Linked DNA regions of Cydia pomonella: region 2 is linked to region 1. The links are chromatin contacts, called in public Hi-C maps. All regions are on one chromosome and are shown on one strand. The core of a region is the stretch at or near the end of the contact, and the rest is flanking DNA. Distances in the headings are between cores, read along the strand shown.

Region 1 (2,927 bases), core at 170-2,669:
GTAGCTAGAGTAAATCATTCCCTTATATGTATCCCTGGGAAGTTGACTGTAGTTAAAAATCGCTTATGTTTATTTAATTAGTATGGATTTTTCTGGAAGTAAACTAACACTAGTTTTAATTTTAACATTCTGAAAAAGTGTATAGATTATTAGTGCCATTTCAACCAAACAATATATTCTTTTTTGCTTGTAATAAGGTGTATTTTAGTTCGGAATAATTCAAATTGTGTGGTCCTTCTGAAAATGGACTCTCAATCTAATATTGATGCAATTATAGGTGACTTGGAAATGGAAAGGAATTACCTGACATTTTGAAGAATTTTAAATTACCCAAATACATTGTATATCATTTGAAAGTTTAATTTTCAGTACATTCTGACTAGTTTAAGCTATGGTAATAAGCTAATAAGTATCATTTACCTATATTTTTAGAGGATTGAATGTTTAACACGGATCGGGTCAAAAGTAGAGTATACATACATATAAATAAGAACTTTGTTCGCCAAATATTGCGTTTAAGTACAGGGCGGCTACCGGGAAAATCGTAATTCGTCAATTGCGGGCATTTTTCTCTGTCACTCTAATTACGTCTTAGTGAGAGTAAAAGAGAAAGATCCCTGCAATTTGCGAATTTCGGTTTTCGCGGTAGGCCCCCAGAACTAGTTTGACGGCAAAAGTTCTTCTTCTGATATTAATATTCTATATTCTCACCGTCCAGAGGAAGAGGAAGATGAGCTGCCATCAGATGACGAAGAAGAAACGCTTGAAGAGCTGGAGCTCCTCGAAGACGAGGAGCTCGATACGGGCTTCTTTTTTTCTTTCCGCATATCTTTTCCAGATTCCATCTTTAACTGCAATTCGAGTTCACGCTGAAGCTGGAGCCTTCGTTTCTCCAGCTCGTCTGTGTCCACACATTCTAGGTCATTTTGATCCCAGTTGTCAATTTCACCATCGGGACTGCGGCCCGACCGGACGACTACTGCCGAATGAAGCCTACTTTTAGCATCATCTTTCACTAATCGTTTTTGTTCACTGTCTTTATTAGCCGCCCGCTGCTTTGAAGGGCTAATCAATGTGTGTGTGGCAGCAAATTTGCAACTTTTACCGTAAGCGCAACTTCCGTGTTGTGCCCACTGTCTACAATGTTCACTTGTTTTTTTTGCACTAGTTTTCTTGGTTCCGAGACGCTCGAAAACACTAGGTCTGTTGGCTAGGTCTTTCGTTTTTGGAATTTCGACAGTAATTTTTCTTTTGCCTTGTTTTGACATTATAAAGGAAAAACATTGGTCTCACTTGGAAACGGAATTAAAATAAAAGATATTCCCCGGCGTCCGACAATCGCCATTCGCCATTGTTGATTTGGATATATTTTTAATTTGATGACCATAGACTAAGGAATCATTCTAGGTGTTGAATTATAGCGGTTCCAATAATATCTCAAACAAATGAATATAACGGTCCTTTACACGCACTTTAGGGACAAATATTGTTGCATGATCGATACGCTCTAAAATAGTTACGTTATTTGGATTAACATATTATTCACACAAAACTCGAACTGCAATTCCATTGTTTAAAAGTGGAATATTTTATATATGTATTACAACTTTTAAAATTTTGCAATGAAACGGTTTCCGCGTACATTGACATGAAACTGAATGCGTGTGTTGTCCTAAAAAAAAAGATAACTGTCATTGTCATACACACAAAGTGATGTTCCGAGTTATTTGTCGGCTTGTGTAACTTAAATATTTCAGATACATTTCAGGCCACATTCTAGCAAAATGCCTTTACTTGACGGTAAAGAGATTGAAATATTTTTTGTAAGTATTCTACATGATATATAGTTTTCATATACGTTTAATAAGTTTTGTTCAAGTTGGGTTGTAACCTCTAGGGTTATTGGTCCATGGCTATATTATATTGGCTATTAGTACTAAAGGTCTAGAATCTAGATAGAGCTACCTAGTTGTGGAAGTAGTTTCTTAATCTATATCATCAACAGCTATAATTCCATCATTACATCAGCTGTAATCCCATCGTTTTTTTTTATTCTAAGAGAGATTGATTACTTGTTGAATTTATCTTTGCACTACGGATGTTTTGGCTCCAGATTTGATAGGCTAATTGTTTTTGTGGTTAGTTGAACACCAATATTCTTCTGAAGTTAAGTTTCTTTTTCTAAAGTAAATAACTGAAATTTCACAATACACAACAAATACTGTGGCAATGTTACCACTTCATTTTATGATACAGTTATTATTATTAGCTAAGTAAAATGTTAAAATTTAATGACTACCACTATGGTTACTTCACATAGTGCAATCAGACTTGTGATGAACTGATAGTGTAGTGAAGTGTACATACATATGAATACTTTTGAAGTTATTGAGCCATGAACATTTTTAAAATTAAAGTACTTAAGTAATTTTAACTTACTTACACCTTAAGCAATTAAAAATAGAATTTGACCTTTCAGAGTGAAGAAGATTTACCATATGAAGAGGAAATATTAAGAAACCCATTTTCAGTGAAACATTGGCTTAGATATATAGAGCATAAAAAAGGTGCACCCAAACATGAGATTAATATGATTTATGAAAGAGCTCTGAAGGAGCTGCCTGGGTCCTTCAAACTGTGGTACAATTACCTAAAACTCAGAAGAGCACAAATAAGAGGACGCTGTATAACAGACCCCTGCTATGATCATGTGAACAATTGCTTTGAAAGATCATTAGTCTTCATGCACAAAATGCCAAGGATTTGGATGGATTACTGTACTTTTTTAACTGATCAATGCAGGATAACAGTGACACGAAAAGCATTTGACAGTGCTTTACGGGCATTGCCAATTACACAACACCACAGGATATGGCCTCTGTACTTGACTTTCCTAAAAAAACACAACATTCCTGAAACTGCTGTAA
Region 2 (2,964 bases), core at 126-2,625, 940 kb before region 1:
GACAATGTAATCAACATGATTGGCAAAAGATAACAAAATATTTTAGTTCAAAAGAATAATATTCTGCAGTGATGAGCACTATAATTGCAATATTATACTATACTAGCAAACCTTAACTTTATTTAAAGAGGCTTCAAGGGAAGACTTATCCCTGAAATGGGGTTTCTTCCAGAATATTTATTAAAGATAAATTATAACTCAATAATATATGATTTGATATGAAATTACGTTGTCTGTTGAAGAAACTTCTCAACTAATGTAATGTACATGATATGTCATTGTTAACAACTCTAACTTTAACAATACATTTGCACAAAACTGTTACAAATTATACTAATAAGGTTTTATATGAAATAAAGTTGTGTCTTACATCTGCTAGTGTAGGCCTCGACGTTCTTCATGCGGCGTATGGCCGGGTGATCGCAGTCGGAGACCAGCGCCGCGACCGTGTCCAGCAACGAGTCCACGTTGCCCGGCGACCGCGGGTCGCACAGCCGCTCCTCCAGCGCGCGGAGCCGCCGCAAGCGCTCCTCGTCCTTCACCACTACCTCCATACTGACACCCTTTCTCACGTCTTCACGCACTAAACGCCACCGCACATTCTCCAGATCACACCACCCACTGATGCCACATCGCGAACCCTCGACGAGTACACGACCTTTGGAATCCACTGCCCGTTTGTTTTATCCGAGATGCACTATTCCACCGCTAAGTTATATTTCATTATCGAAAAGTCGAAAAAATTGTGTTGCATAGCTCAAAATGACAGCAGATAAAGGTGGTTCTCACAACAAAGCATATGCACGTTCGCAAATATATCCTATCGAATAAACGCCTTTCTACTAAATATTATTGATAAACGAACACTAAATAGTAGTAATTATTGGCACAGCTTTAAAAATATTGTCTAATTACGAAATATTCAACCGCTTGACCGATGATCGAACAATATTATGAAGTTAGCTGCAGGTAAGAAGTTCGCAATGGCGACTCAGAGGGGCCACAGATTATAAAATGACTACATTCGTGTTGTATAACGCAGTTATTAAACGATCGGACAATTTACTATAGTGTTAAATATTATTTACATTTTCTGCCCAAAATATGAAATATGTACAATATAATTATATTTCAATCTTATTTGCATGCTTTTGCCGAGGAAGTGAATGTATTATTTCAAGTTGAAGGAGTCTACAAAGCACACTTATATCCAACTTATATCACATGCGATTTTTGATACATTGCGGCATTTAATACATCGATTGAATTTGTTGCACCTGAGAAATTGCTAATGTCTCCAAAACGAAAGCATTTATGGACGTCTGGGGGCCTACGGGGAAAATCGAAATTCGAAAATTGCGGGGATCTTTCTCTTTTACTCTTACTAAGACGTAATCAGCGTGACAGAGAAAAATGCCCGCAATTGACGAACTTCGATTTTTGCGATAGGACTCCAGTAGAGCTCATTAGAAAAACGCATAGACAAAAATCCATTCATTCTTTTATCATAGACATGCAGGATCCTTCATTCATTAAATCCAAAATTCATTTTCATTCGTTCACTTGTCTTGAATGGAACATGGCGGTGCTAGGCAGGATGTGCATAAGTTTTTAATTTTGCATTTATTTTATAATCGAAGAATTTATTAAGTACTGTTTATTAGATGGTGTTTTTATGTGAGTTGAACTAGTTGTTATTGTGCAAGGACATCTAATTACCAGCTCACTTTTATGCTACCTTGACTTTTTGCAATGAAATTTGTTACTTCGCTGCTGGTGTAAAAATAATTGTGACAAATATAACACATTATCTCAGGTAATTGTTGTTTCAATCAATTTTATGATTATAATATATACGGATATTCTCAGATCCTGCCTTTAAAACCATCACCTGTTCAGTTTGAATGGCTCGAATCTGTCCCATTTTATTTTAAGTTTTCTTGTTATTTTGTAATAATATTACCTACTTCTTAGTGGTCTGATATGTTGATGTCATTGAATATTCTGTGAAAGGGGAAGTGATCTCGGGATAACCCTATACTATTTTACCTAACACTTGAAAATATTTTTTCTTTGTACTCTAATTCAATCACGTGTGGTTCAGGTCGTTATGGGGTCAATAACTGCTGACTTCGACTAATTTTAGTGTGATCGCTTGACTGAGAATAATATTGACTATATTATAGCAAGATTTCTTGTGATTTGACTGACAATGTCGTGCATAAGGTATGCGGAAAGAATTTGATGTCCCGTTTCCGAACAGGCCATCGAGTGCGTAGTATTCGCGAGACAAATTACCATGTGCAAGTGCAATCCCGGCACAAGGGCGCAGGTAGGCCACAGGGTGCACCGCGCAGGGTCGGGCGGATGCGGGGCGGGGGCGACGAGCGGGGAGGGCGGGGGGTCCGGCAGTCAGCTGTGCGAGTGTCATCTGTCTGTTATAGTCGCTCTCGCGTCGTGCCACGCCGTGGGAAGTAGCCTAATTGTTATCCCTTCTTCATATCTCGCGAAATTTGATTCTGTTTTGTATTCTATGAGGTATGCAGTAAATGTCAAGTTGTTATCATTCCAATGATACTTCAAATGAACAAGCTGAAGTCAGGAACATAGGACTATTCCTTTGTGTCAAGTACTGTGCTCAGAGTTGAGTTGTGGTTATACTGTGCCTAGATTTGGTATCTGGATAATTTTAGGCCTTCCTTTTGCAAATAACATTAAAGGAATCATTAGTTTTTTCCTAGTGTTTCTTTACATAGAATCTCTAAAATCTTAACAGATTATATTGAACAAAATAAGTAGTTTTTTAAAATTTATTTGATAGAGAAGGGGTGTTGTCCTGTGCTTTGAATTGCATCAGTTATATTTTTTTATGTTCAACTAGCATTATATCCCCTGGAGTGGTAGGTGGTCGACTCCCAACTGATTGTCATTTAAATTTCAAATTTGATTAATTGAAATAAAATC

The links. Hi-C and Micro-C count contacts between places; a contact is called where the count stands out from the background.
Region 2: a contact with region 1 is called in a Hi-C map of whole body, with 7 times the contacts expected there. The contact joins the promoter of LOC133518039 here to the promoter of LOC133517979 in region 1. A contact is called at or near these places in 2 of 2 Hi-C or Micro-C datasets (both in whole body).

The regions. Positions count from the first base shown.
Region 1 is chr5:19,005,005-19,007,931 of ilCydPomo1, reverse strand. It overlaps LOC133517979 (zinc finger CCCH domain-containing protein 13-like), which reads right to left and starts at 1,419. Exons shown (of 9, transcript XM_061851504.1): 1 at 712-1,419. The coding sequence starts at 1,268. LOC133517980 (pre-mRNA-splicing factor syf1 homolog) reads left to right here and starts at 1,652. Exons shown (of 2, transcript XM_061851505.1): 1 at 1,652-1,823; 2 at 2,480-2,927. The coding sequence starts at 1,785.
Region 2 is chr5:19,942,922-19,945,885 of ilCydPomo1, reverse strand. LOC133518039 (rho-associated protein kinase 2) reads right to left here and starts at 1,375. Exons shown (of 13, transcript XM_061851599.1): 1 at 371-1,375. The coding sequence starts at 554. It overlaps LOC133518037 (TATA box-binding protein-like 1), which reads left to right and starts at 1,546. Exons shown (of 4, transcript XM_061851595.1): 1 at 1,546-1,816.